Regions from separate parts of the Mus musculus genome. Here region 2 is linked to region 1. The links are chromatin contacts, called in public Hi-C maps. All regions are on one chromosome and are shown on one strand. The core of a region is the stretch at or near the end of the contact, and the rest is flanking DNA. Distances in the headings are between cores, read along the strand shown. Region 1 overlaps Tnr (tenascin R). Region 2 overlaps 4930523C07Rik (RIKEN cDNA 4930523C07 gene).

Region 1 (5,798 bases), core at 2,264-4,763:
AGCCACTTTCCTAGTTTGGAAGGACACTTCATTAGGAACTGAATTATAGGTTTTCTCCAAAATTAATTCTGTTCCCATGCTCATGAATGACCCAAGATGTTTATATTAAGCGTGTCTGGAAGCAATGGAAGCAAAAGCTCATTCAAGCCTGAGTCCCACAAAGCATCAGAAAGGACCTTGCCAGATGGACTCCCCCATTTTTAAGACTGCATATTTTATGGTAGTCCCTGTGTAAATGCTTAATATCCATTATGTATTAAATGCTTGAAATAACTGTGTGAATTAAATGCTAAAAAGATAAGTGAGAATCCAAAAGTAGATCATTTGCACACAACTATGCATTCAGTATATTTTAACTAGACTTCCAGCTTATACGATCCCCAAGCCTCAGGCTATAGAAGTATCTTATCTCTTCAAGTAGTTTTCATTTAAATATTTTCAAATATTTTCTTTTCTAATTAAAATATAATTATAGCATTCCCCCCTTTTCTTTCCTCCCTCCAGCTTCTCCCATGTACCCCATTTTCTTCCTCTCAAATTCATTGCTACTTTTTCTTTGTTATTGTTACATATATGTATTTGGGTGTGTGTGGGTGTGTGTGTGTAAACATTACACCTAAATATATATAAATACAACCTTGTTTGTCTGTTTAGTGTATGTATGTAAATAATTATATGTATATTATTTCTTAGCTGATCACTTTTTGTTAGATAACCAATTAGGGGGCTCATCTCTGGGGAAGACTATCCCCCCGCTACACTGGGAGCCATTTGTAGTTTGTATTCTTTGTCTAGTGCTGGAACCCTATGAGATTTCTGTCTTCCATGTTAGCAGGAGTTGATGTAGATACATCATTTGTGGATAGGCTTCCAATAATTATCTGCTCTCTGCATTTTGACCAGTTTTGGTTTTCTTTAATGATATCTGTGTTGCAAAGAGAAGCTTCCTTGGTGAAGGGTAAGAGCTACAGTTATCTGTGGGCATCAGGACAAATATTGGTGATGGTGGGTTCTTCTCTAAGCTATTGCCACACTAACCCTGGTAGTTGGCTGGGTTTCCAGTACTAGGATGATTTCCCACCTTGTCACAGCCTTAAGACTATTTAGACAGTTTTCGGTTACCACGAAGATATGAGTACCACTATTGCACCTATAGGGTTATTGCAGCATTCTGGATTACTCTGGTCCATAGCTGTCCAAAGTAAATGGTGTCTTCAGGAATAGAGGCTTGCCTTCAAACTCTGGGAGGTTGAATCAAGGGCAACAGAAATAGTCTATATTATTGGGGAGTCTCTTAGACACCCCTGAACTCAAAAGGAGAATCTTATAACTGGTTTTTTTAGATAGTTGATCACTCTTGGGGGGAATATTGTCAGCCCAAGTGCTAAGTATTCTAAAATCAGGTCTTAGAAAATGCTTAAACAAGCCTGAGCCCTGGGGTATGCTTATAACATGTAGGGTGATAATGTTCTCAGAATGTCTCTAGGAGATCAGAATCCATCCTGTCCTGGACACAGGGAAGCTAGAAGATGGATACATTACTTCCAGAGCTCTTGGGTTTGACTTACCCTCTGGGGTCTTGGAAAGGGCATTTGTTGCTTGGTCTCTAACTACCCGAAGATCTTTCTGAGCACACCTTCCATCCTAATGAGCAGTTCCTGCCTCACTTAGACATACTCCACTCTTTCTAACTCCTTTCAAATCATTCTTCTCTGTGAAACCAAAGGTCCAATGTGGAGAATGGTAACCCAGGGACTTTCTCCCTTCATTTCCACTGGCCTCTGCCTGCAGTTGTTTCCACTGCTGCTTCTGCAGACCCTCCGGTCCACCTGCCCAAGGACACTACTACTCAGATTGGTCGGAAAGGACAGTCCAAAGAGAACATGCTTTATCTTCTATGGGGCTTTCTCTAACATACCTGATACATTATTTTGATTGGACCTACATATTGTGCTATATAGCACAGCTATGGGTTTGACATAATTCCATATATATTTATCTCAATAAGGAGAAATGTAGAAAAGCTCGTTACTCTACCAATACATATCAAAACTTTACAACTTTCACAAGTGTGTGTTTGTGTGTGAGTGTGTGAGTGTGTGTGTGTGTGTGTGTGTGTGTGTGTGTGCTGCCAAACAGGGAAAATGGCAAAATCATTCTCTTGCAGAGAGCTATGCCGCTCTCCACTGCTATCTGATCAGCCCTAACTTCTGTCTGATTTTTCTGGGTGCTCAGCTCAGCATGGCTACTGATGTAAACCAAGGTCAGACTTAAGCCTGCCTTCCAATCCTGCCTAAGCCCAGCATCACTAGACAATGCTTCCCTAATGACAGGAACCCCAAAGAATTTGCTAGTTTAAACTATCAATTGGTAAGAGGGCACAATTTCAGTTATGGAGATAAACACACACACACACACACACACACACACACACACACACAAAGATACAAAGAAATATACTCCCTGACTTTGACTGGACTAGGAAACTAAAACTACAACCGTCCTTATTGTGTTGTTATTCTACAATGAATACTTATTGTTTTTCTAATCAGGTTTTCCCTTTGACAACATAATCACACTGACTCAACATTATGTCATTGGTGCCATGATTCTGACTCCCAAGGCCTACAGTGTTTACTGGCATGCCCATACCTTGAACCCCTTGACTTGTAGCATTCCTGCACTGCTTGCCTTGGGGCCCTACCTCTTCTTTGAGTTCTGATTAGGTCTCATCAAACTCTGTGAGTATTAATTTATCCCGGCATCACCTCGGATTTGCTACATTGTTGTCTCACGCCATTTTCTGTTGTTATAGAATATTCAAGATGAGAATAAAAGTCTACTTGGCTAACAGTGATGGTGGCTAGGAAGTCCAAGATCACAGAGATCAGGTATCTGCTGGCATTTGCTGCGAGCCTCTTGCTGCATTGTCACACAGGCGTCTCAGGAAGTATGTTAGCTCCATCCCTCTTCCACTTCTTAAAAAGACAGCCACTGCCCTCATGGGAAGCTGACCCTCATGGCCTCATCTAATACTAAACCCGCCAAAGCCCTACTTCCATGTGGGAACGAAGTTTCCAAAGTGTGAACTGTAGGCGATCACATTCAAACCGCAGCACATTATCCTCCTCAGTCCTGCCTAAGACTGCACTCTCATCCAGGTCAGGGCCAACCTGTGCCGTGGACCCCTGATGCTTCCCTCTAAGGCTTTACATGTAACTGCTATACCTGAGTGAGTAGCTTTAACTCCTGGTGCTCTATGGCTTCTTAAAGTCCCATATCAGGGATAATAGAGCCCAAGAACAACCAATGAATAATTTAGGAATCTTTGGAATCCCTAAGGAATTGTGGCCTTGACCTATACTCTAATCGGTCCCACTGAGAAAGGAGAGTTGGCTGTCCCTGGGGGTTGTCAATCATCTGCATGAAACCATGTTCTTTCACTTATGGGTCAGGAAGCACTACCACAAGTGGCACCAAGGGATTTGTCACACAAAGTTACCCAAGTATCCTCTGCTCTGCTCAGTGCAATGATTAATTTAGCAGACAGATGACTCACTGTCCCGTTTGCATGTTCTCTGATGCTGGTGCTGAGGGAAGGAGGAGGAAAAATGACTCCACAGCTGGATGTCCCAGAATGAACCTGTGGTGTGCAAATCAATGGAGAACACCTGTTCTTTCATTTTTATCTGTTAACAGCTGATCTCACCTTACAATCAATTGCACACCACACCATAGTTCATGTAATAAAATACTTCCATATGCATTTGACTCCCCATAAAGTCAGCCCCACTTCACAGATAAACAAACTGAGATTCAAAATTGTCACTTCATGCCCAAGCTCATGAAGTCACGTAAGGAAATGACAGAAGACACAGACACTGGGTCCCCAAAGCACAGTGTCCTGTCCATCAGACAATCTCTCTCCAAAACCTCCCTGAGATGGCCCCTGGGAGGGACCCACCTGCAGTCATCTAGCAGACAATAGCCCCCATCACATCCAAGGGCAAAGAAGACAGCTCACTCCTTCATTTCTGAGAAGCAAGTAAATCTATGGGAGACTGACAGGGTTGAGTAATCAAAGAAACAAGCCTTTCAGTGAAGATGGACATCTGATGGGTAAAGACAATTACGAGATGTGGGCAGTCTGGCAGTTGCCAAGGTCAGTCATAAGCCACAGTGTGGCGGGCAGCAGCAATCAAAACAAAAGGAAGGGTGGAAGACCTATAATCCTGGAGCTCTCAGTAGAAAGCCTGGCTCCAGGTCTGTAGGGCATGCCTCACCCAGAGAGTGCTGATGGCTAGCAGGACAGTGTGTCTTGGTCCTCTCAGGTTACTCACACCCCAGAGCATCCTCCCCCAACCCTTTGTATTGGGGCAGAGAGGAGCATTTAAGAAACTTGAGAATCGGGAAAGACATATTGGTGAGGATAGGTGGGTAAGTCTGATTGAAACTATACCATGTGCACTGTGTATAAGAGAGTGGGTAGGGGGATGATATATCAGACTTAAGGCACTGTGCCAGATGCTGGTATAAAAAATACCTCGTTTATTGCCCTGCCCTCTAGGGAGTTTTTCTTCAGGGGGAATGAACAACTCTTGCAGATAGCTGCTATGAGAAGTGTAGTAACAAGTTCCACTGGAGTTCAGAAAAGGAAATGATTGTCACATTTAAAAAAAAAATTATTAGAAGACTGCTTCCCAGCCCCCAAGAGCATCACTTGAAACTCAAAGATTTTGGAGTAAGGTGCTGGAATCTTGGTACCTATGTCTGAGGGCTTTGTGATTCCTAGAGGCAAATCATTTTACCTCCCTGTACCTACATTTTTTTTTTTTGCAGCTGTTAAGCTGGGACAATAAAATGGTTTATGCAACTGCTGTGGGAATTAAATGAGCAAGTATACAAAGACCTTTAAGACAGCTTGCTATGTGCCTAGACTATGCAGGTGCCAGTCAAAGCCCTCCCTCGTTCTCATAGGTTCGTCATGGGTGTTGCAGGAAGGTAGAATGCACAGGCTTTGAATCCCGCAATTCTGTCTGATAGGTTTTCCTGGAAGGTGATGAAGATTTTTCCCTTCCTAAATCAAATGCAAAGCCAGCTACCACTCTGAGGGCTTCAGTCTTCTAGGCAGAAGCCCAGTGATTTTATTATTTTAGCGAAAAGCAATAAATATGTATTGCTAACTTAATACTGTAGATTTGTCTTGCAAATAAAAAGTTTGGATTATTTGTAGATCTAGGCAAATGGGGGTATAATATTCCAGAATAATCTAAAGAAATATCACTGCCGATTTCCTAATTTGCTTCAAATACAAGCCCCGATAAACAAGGCATAGAAAATTGTCAGTCATTTGGGGAAATAGCTCACCTTCCCTGGGCTTTCCACTTAGAGAATCAAGCAGATTCCTTGCTCAGCAGAGGGGGATGCTAGGCTAATGATTTCCCAGCGGGAGTCCTGTTTGACAATGCAAACAAGGATCAAAAGGATAGCTTTTTCCTTAACAAACTCCCAAGAAGTTTTGAGTTGTTGCTAGGGAAATCTGCAAGCCGCTGAGGGCATAGTTCTCCAATCTGGAACAGGAATATTGAGTCAATTCCTTACAGAGAGCTAAGAGGTGACAAGGTTGCCCTCTGCTCAGGGAGATGTACTTGGGCCTAGCTGGTTAAGCTTCTCTCAATGCCCACTGCACCACCAGGGCTGGGATTTAGAGTCCACATTGATGAGCCTTCTTCCCACCCATCCGAGCCCGCTGTCCATTCAAGCACCGAAGTGTCCTGACATCAGAGACAGTGCAGTCT
Region 2 (5,798 bases), core at 1,598-4,097, 230 kb after region 1:
TTATCCCCTTGCTGGAGATAAAGAAACCAAGGCCCAGAGCAACTAGTGATTGTCTCACAACACATACTTAGTAAGTCACACCGCCTCTTCATGCATCAGTCTGTGAGTTTGTGGCTCCTAAACTGTCCATTAGGTGGATTTTGATTTTTGACTCATAAAACTTCACAAGAATATAAGTTAATGAAACCAGGGAAAAATCAAAACCTAAGCTGAAGACCTGGACCCCACAGACCTCCCACGTGGAGATTACTGCTCACCTGGGTCAGCACTACAAAATATTTCCCTCCCTTGCTGCTCTAAACCAAGCCTCATCCCCAGGAGCCACTCCTGCCTTCTCACAGGAGGAACAGACCCACAGTTCCTGCTGGTCTCCTCTGTCAGATGTTCCTGTGTTCCTCCCATTCCTTCAAGACCCAATGGCATGACAGCTGATCTAACGAGCTATGCTTCTGAGTGCCAAAGAAAGATAAAAATCTAAAGGCTGATACACAGCCTCCAGAAAGGTCACCCTTGTGGCCACACCACAGAACGTCCAGGGATAGTAAGATCTGAGGTCCCTAGCCTCCTGCACCATCTAAAACATCTGGAACAAGTGGTAGGTGAGGAGATGAAGGTAAGGAGGAGTGTGTGAGCCTGTTTTTAATCTATCTTCTGTCTATCTATACCTGCAGTCAATTCTAGTTTATAAATTTCTTGTGGTAAAACATGGACAGTAAAAATAATAAAGTAAAGTAATCATAATATACCAAAATAGTTTAATATATACTATAGTAAGATGGCAAGCATCAAGGACTTCATTATATAAGTCTATTACTAAGTGAATGTTATTTGAACATACTATCACCATACCTAGGCAGTCAATCTTGTAACCCAGGAAGCTACCAAGGGAGTAACATATGGGTAGCATATACAGTGTTCATATCCTGAGTAGTACAACCTGGCCAGTGCAAGCTGTCATGATAATCCTCAGAATGGCATACAGTTTAAATTGTAAATTGTGTATTTCTGGAATTTTCTCACTAATGTTTTTTGATGGCAGGGTATTAGAGCTGAGAAAAGTGGGGCCTTAGGTGAAGGAGGACTCCTGTAACTGTCTTCGCCTTTGGAAAAGGCATTTCGGACATGAGGAGGCATACGTTTGGTATACAGAGTAGATCAGGGAAGGGGTTAAACTGGTAGAGTTAACAAGGAGTCAGCTACATTTGAGACTAAAGAAATGTTACATCTTTGGAAGAAAGGATCCCAGAAAGGTAGGGCAAAAGATGCTTTTTTTTTTTTCAAAAGATGCTTTTCATCTGACACTTGGTGGTATTCAATATCTTAGGTCAATAATATATGTTCATTTGCATTTATCAACTATTACTAAGATGATCAAAAGGAAGAGGTCTCCATGTGCTGTTAGAAACAAAAATTTACACCCATGCAGAGGACAGGTGAGGACACAGCCCCAGGCTATGACCCAAAGCCTGGTGACTCAGAAACATCATCCTATGCTACACATTCCACAGGGATGAGTTGTTATTGAAATGGCAATCTCTCTGCTCATTCCCCCAGATTTGGACATTTTAAGCCTTGACACTGTAATAAGGTAGCATTTGACTTTTAATTGCCTTGAACTTCCGTTAACATTAAATGAAGGGAGGAAATGGGAAGGAAAATAGAACCCTATCTGTACTGCTTTCAAGTCACATAATTGTACATTTTTGCCACACCATTAGTTTCCAGCCTGTAAGCCCTTCCCCCATCACCACAGAGATAAAGAAATCATTCTGTCATTCTGTAAGTGCAGCCGTTTGCAGAACTCTAAATACTCTGGAATTAAGAAGAATTATGTAACTTTTTAATGTAAGGTCTATCTTCTAATTGCCACCTGTGCAGGAGTCCTTGAATCGCGTACATATTTGGTCATCCACTTGCTTTTTCAAAAAGCACTCTTTCCTCCTAAAGGATATGACGTTGGAAGACTTAAGCAGCAGTGGCTGGAGTCGCCCAGGAGCTGAGCTCTCTCCCTTTATTTATGGAACAGAAAACAGCACCATCCCGCCCCTAGCCACTCCTAACTCACAGATGACCTCAGAGGCTTGAGCCTTCCAAAAATAAAACCTCACCTAGCTACTTTACCACACCCACAAAAACTGGCTCCAAACTTTCACCAAAACACTTGTGAATCATAAAAATGAGAGCTGAGTGACTGAGGTCTTTCGCTGTAACCATGACTACAGATTTTTGGAGGACTCAAACAAGGATGTGATCAGATTGGATGTACAGAAAAGTATGAGTGGTACCCGTGTGCACTCATGGACCCTCGACCTTGGAAGCACAGCTCCTGATGACTGGGATTCATAGAGACCTGGGAGGGGGTGCGGGGGGGGGGGAATCCCTACCCTACTTAGGGTTCTAATTCTACATTTAATTCCATCTTTTAAATGCAGTTCCTTAAAATTCCATTTTGTGACATTTAGATTATGGGTCCCTCCCCCTCCCTTGGTGTTCTCTTTCATGTCTTTTTTGTTCTTCACAAGAGTTTTGAGGAATATCCAGGGCAGGTAATAATCTCATTTCTCAGACAAGGGAGAGGCTGGGATTAGATTGAAACCTCACTTTGCCCTTCGGGGCTCCAGAAAGCTTAGCTGATGTTGTCCAGGGTCAAAGACATGAGGACAACTGAACTGGAAGTAGACCTGGTTCCTCTGGCTCCTAGCTTAGCATTCTCTCTACTTTGCCGCGCTACCAGCATTCTGCACAGAGCCTGGGGATATCTCCATATGTGCTAAGTCTTCTGTAAACCTCCCTCAGCTTTATCATTCGACTGATCAACCAGAGACCAAGCACAGCCAATGAGGAGGTGCCTGCTGTAAGACTGGCTGGCCTTTTGTCCTCATCTGTATTTCCCCGCTGCTGTGTGGTTCTCTGTACAGAGATGATAGCAAAGAGAACATGCAGTGTCATTCCTACTCCAGGAATTTTAGAATTCAGGTTGCAGGCTCTAAATGCCTCCAGGGACCAGGTAGTGAACAGGAATAGATGAAACGGGTATCAGAGAGAACTCTGGCCTTTTTAAAGCTCCACAGACTGTGCCTTCATGAGAAATTAGTACAGCTCAATATTAAACTTAGCTAAAAATTGAGGATTTTATATAAGAGAAAAGGAAATGTGATTAGTCATCTTCATATTAAGACGTAAGTGTGCTGGGTACAACTCTTGAAATGCAAGTGGACATTATGCCTATCATGGAGTCTCATGCCTTGGAGAACTGTTGTCTTCTGACATATGTGGTGTTGGATTGAACTTCCCTCCTGCCATGTGTGGTCTTGTTAAAATCCAAGCCCTCAGGAGGTATAGAACATTAGAAAGGCCCTGGCTCAAATCCAGGTCCCCCCTACTGATGTATAGTTTAGGGCTAAAGAGATGGTGCAGAGCTAAAGAGTGCCCCCTTATCTTGAGGAGACAGAACCTAAATTCAGTTCTTAGCACCTACCTCAGGAGGCTCACAGCCACCTGTGACTCCTATTCTAGGGGATCCGATGCCCTCTTCTGGCCTCTGTGGGCACTGCAAGTGCACAGCACATAGAAGAGTAGGCAAACGCACAAATACATGATTAAAAATATCCAACCCCTACCCTGACCCAGAGAGTACATTGTGGTATCATGAGTCTTCTACTAACATGGGTCCCTAAGCAATTGTGTGAAAAAATAGAATTCTTCCTCCTTTCCCTGACTGCAAACTTCATTGCTAGGAACTAGAAAGTGGGAAGCAAATCCTTGCTCTGCAACCATCAATATCCCAAATTCTATTTGCTACTGCATTGTTCCTCGCTTACTCTGTGTTTTTAAGTTTTGAAGACTTCTCGAATAATCTAATGGGTGTTCTGTATCTTCTTTACAGCCAGTTGCACAGTCAAACATTTTATATGAAAATTCTGTATGGTTAGTGGCCGTATATATGCAGTAATTCCTATAACCAAGAGGCTGAGGCATAAGAATCACAGGTTACAACCCAGTCTATGGTACAGAAGAAACTGACTGCCTAGATATTTTCAATTCATACTTAGATATAAAAGGATACATATCTCACTCTTACAAAATAGTTGCATGTGCATGTACGAAATATTGCTTATGTTGTAATTATTCATTTTCTAAATAACTTTGGAAATAAAAGTTAGTGACAATCTGAAAAAAAAGAAAAAAAAAAGAAAGTGTGAACTCTTTAAAAATCACAACATAGCCAGGCAGTGGTGGCGCACGCCTTTAATCCCAGCACTTGGGAGGCAAAGGCAGGCAGATTTCTGAGTTCGAGGACAGCCTGGTCTACAGAGTGAGTTCCAGGACAGCCAGGACTACACAGAGAAACCCTGAGTCGAAAAACCAAAAAGAAATAAATAAAAATAAAATAAAAATCACAACATACATATCATCAGGAGTTTTCCACAGGATGTGGCACATGCAGGAGTTCTCACATATTCCAGGGAATTATTGGGTGGGAACCCATCATCCGAACAAAACAGGCCCAGAAACTGAAGTCCTTGGTCTCCTGAGAATGGTGATCACAGAACAGAGGAGCTACAGACGAACCTTTGCCTTCTGCTGGGATTAGATTGAAACTCATTTTGCCCTTTGGTAGCTCCAAGGCTTTGGACCTATTTCTTAATCTCTGATGGCCTCAGTTCCCTTGATGGAAATAAAAATGATTAACTTGAGTTATTGAATTAAACCTTAATATAAAGGCTTGATAACACATACACAGAAAGATAGGGAGGAGAGAGCTGTACACTTAGTAAGAACTCAACAAATGGTGGCATCTGATTCTACAGATCACCTATTCTCCTGAGGTCCTAAGACATTTGCCAGTGCTCTCTTTGAAGGCTTTGGCCTTCTGAAGTATCTAAGTCAGAAGCTGGGTCAAATGAAAACAAGTAGGTATTCTGGCTGAAACAAAGAAGAGAAAGGCTGGTACTGATGTACAAAACAAATCCCCCAGGAAAAGTGACCCTGGAGGTCAGGAGGGCCAAGGGAGGGAACAGAGTCAGGGATGGATAGGAATAAAGACACCAAGATAGCAGAGAGAAAGGGCCAACTGTCCCTGCCCTGATTTCCTGGGAGCTGCTTAATGCACCTTTTAAACCAATTCAGTGGAAAACAGATCAAACAGAGATCTGAGCAGAAAGATTTCCTAACAAAAGGATGCCATAAATACTATGCTCAAGGTAATTTTAAGGCACCCACTGCATGAGGTGTAGTACGTGCTTCACATATCATCCAACTCCTTCCACCTAGAAATGTGTTCTCTGGTAAGCCACTCAGAAGATCCTGGCAGTCCACATTCCACCAGGCACTGTGCTAGACTTGGGGACAAATACTGTAGCACAATGGATAAACACCCCACCCTCTAAGGCATATTTGCCAGAGGGACAATCTGAACCTAAAGCATGGGAATGAATGCTCCCAGACCCTCTACCATGATGGCAGCAGAGACGAGGTCCTTCCTTGCCTATACATTTCCTGGCTTATGAGAAGAGCGGTTAGGAAGCATCTTCCTTATAACTTGCTCAAGGCTGGAGATGCTGTGTTCTCCACATGAGCACAGCTGGACGTTCCAAGGAATCAGAGAGACATGCTTCCCAGGAAGTGTGTCTAAGAGCAGACCAAGACGAATGAGCTGTTTTCTGGGTCCAAGGCACAAACCCTTTGGAGATAACACAATTAGTATGAGCAGAAAAGGGGGGGGAGGATCAAGACAGTGAAAAATAAAGAAAAAAATCAAGGAATTGGAGACTACGGACCTTCAGTTTTTCACATAA

What was found. A called contact is a pair of places that touch in the nucleus more often than the background predicts.
Region 2: a contact with region 1 is called in a Hi-C map of the N1E-115 cell line, with 2.8 times the contacts expected there. The contact joins two enhancer-like sites. A contact is called at or near these places in 12 of 39 promoter capture datasets (the HPC-7 cell line, cranial neural crest, embryonic stem cells and 6 more), 2 of 15 datasets of contacts at CTCF or cohesin (the NIH/3T3 cell line and large pre-B cells), 4 of 484 Hi-C or Micro-C datasets (the N1E-115 cell line and uterus), 2 of 115 datasets of contacts at active chromatin or transcription factors (acute myeloid leukemia and embryonic stem cells) and 3 of 9 other capture datasets (adipose tissue, embryonic stem cells and pancreatic islet).

The regions. Positions count from the first base shown.
Region 1 is chr1:159,829,853-159,835,650 of GRCm38.p6, forward strand. The region is part of intron 2 of Tnr (tenascin R); the gene reads left to right. Among named protein-coding and RNA genes, the nearest start is that of Gm31348, 49 kb to the left of the region's middle. Within about 2 kb of position 3,514, at least 23 of the 459 cell types and tissues checked have an H3K27ac peak or open chromatin away from gene starts, as enhancers often do. A contact at or near this core is called in the N1E-115 cell line and the NIH/3T3 cell line, where this site is marked.
Region 2 is chr1:160,058,659-160,064,456 of GRCm38.p6, forward strand. All of the region lies in intron 1 of 4930523C07Rik (RIKEN cDNA 4930523C07 gene), which reads left to right. Among named protein-coding and RNA genes, the nearest start is that of 4930562F07Rik, 16 kb to the right of the region's middle. Within about 2 kb of position 2,848, at least 89 of the 459 cell types and tissues checked have an H3K27ac peak or open chromatin away from gene starts, as enhancers often do. A contact at or near this core is called in the N1E-115 cell line and the NIH/3T3 cell line, where this site is marked.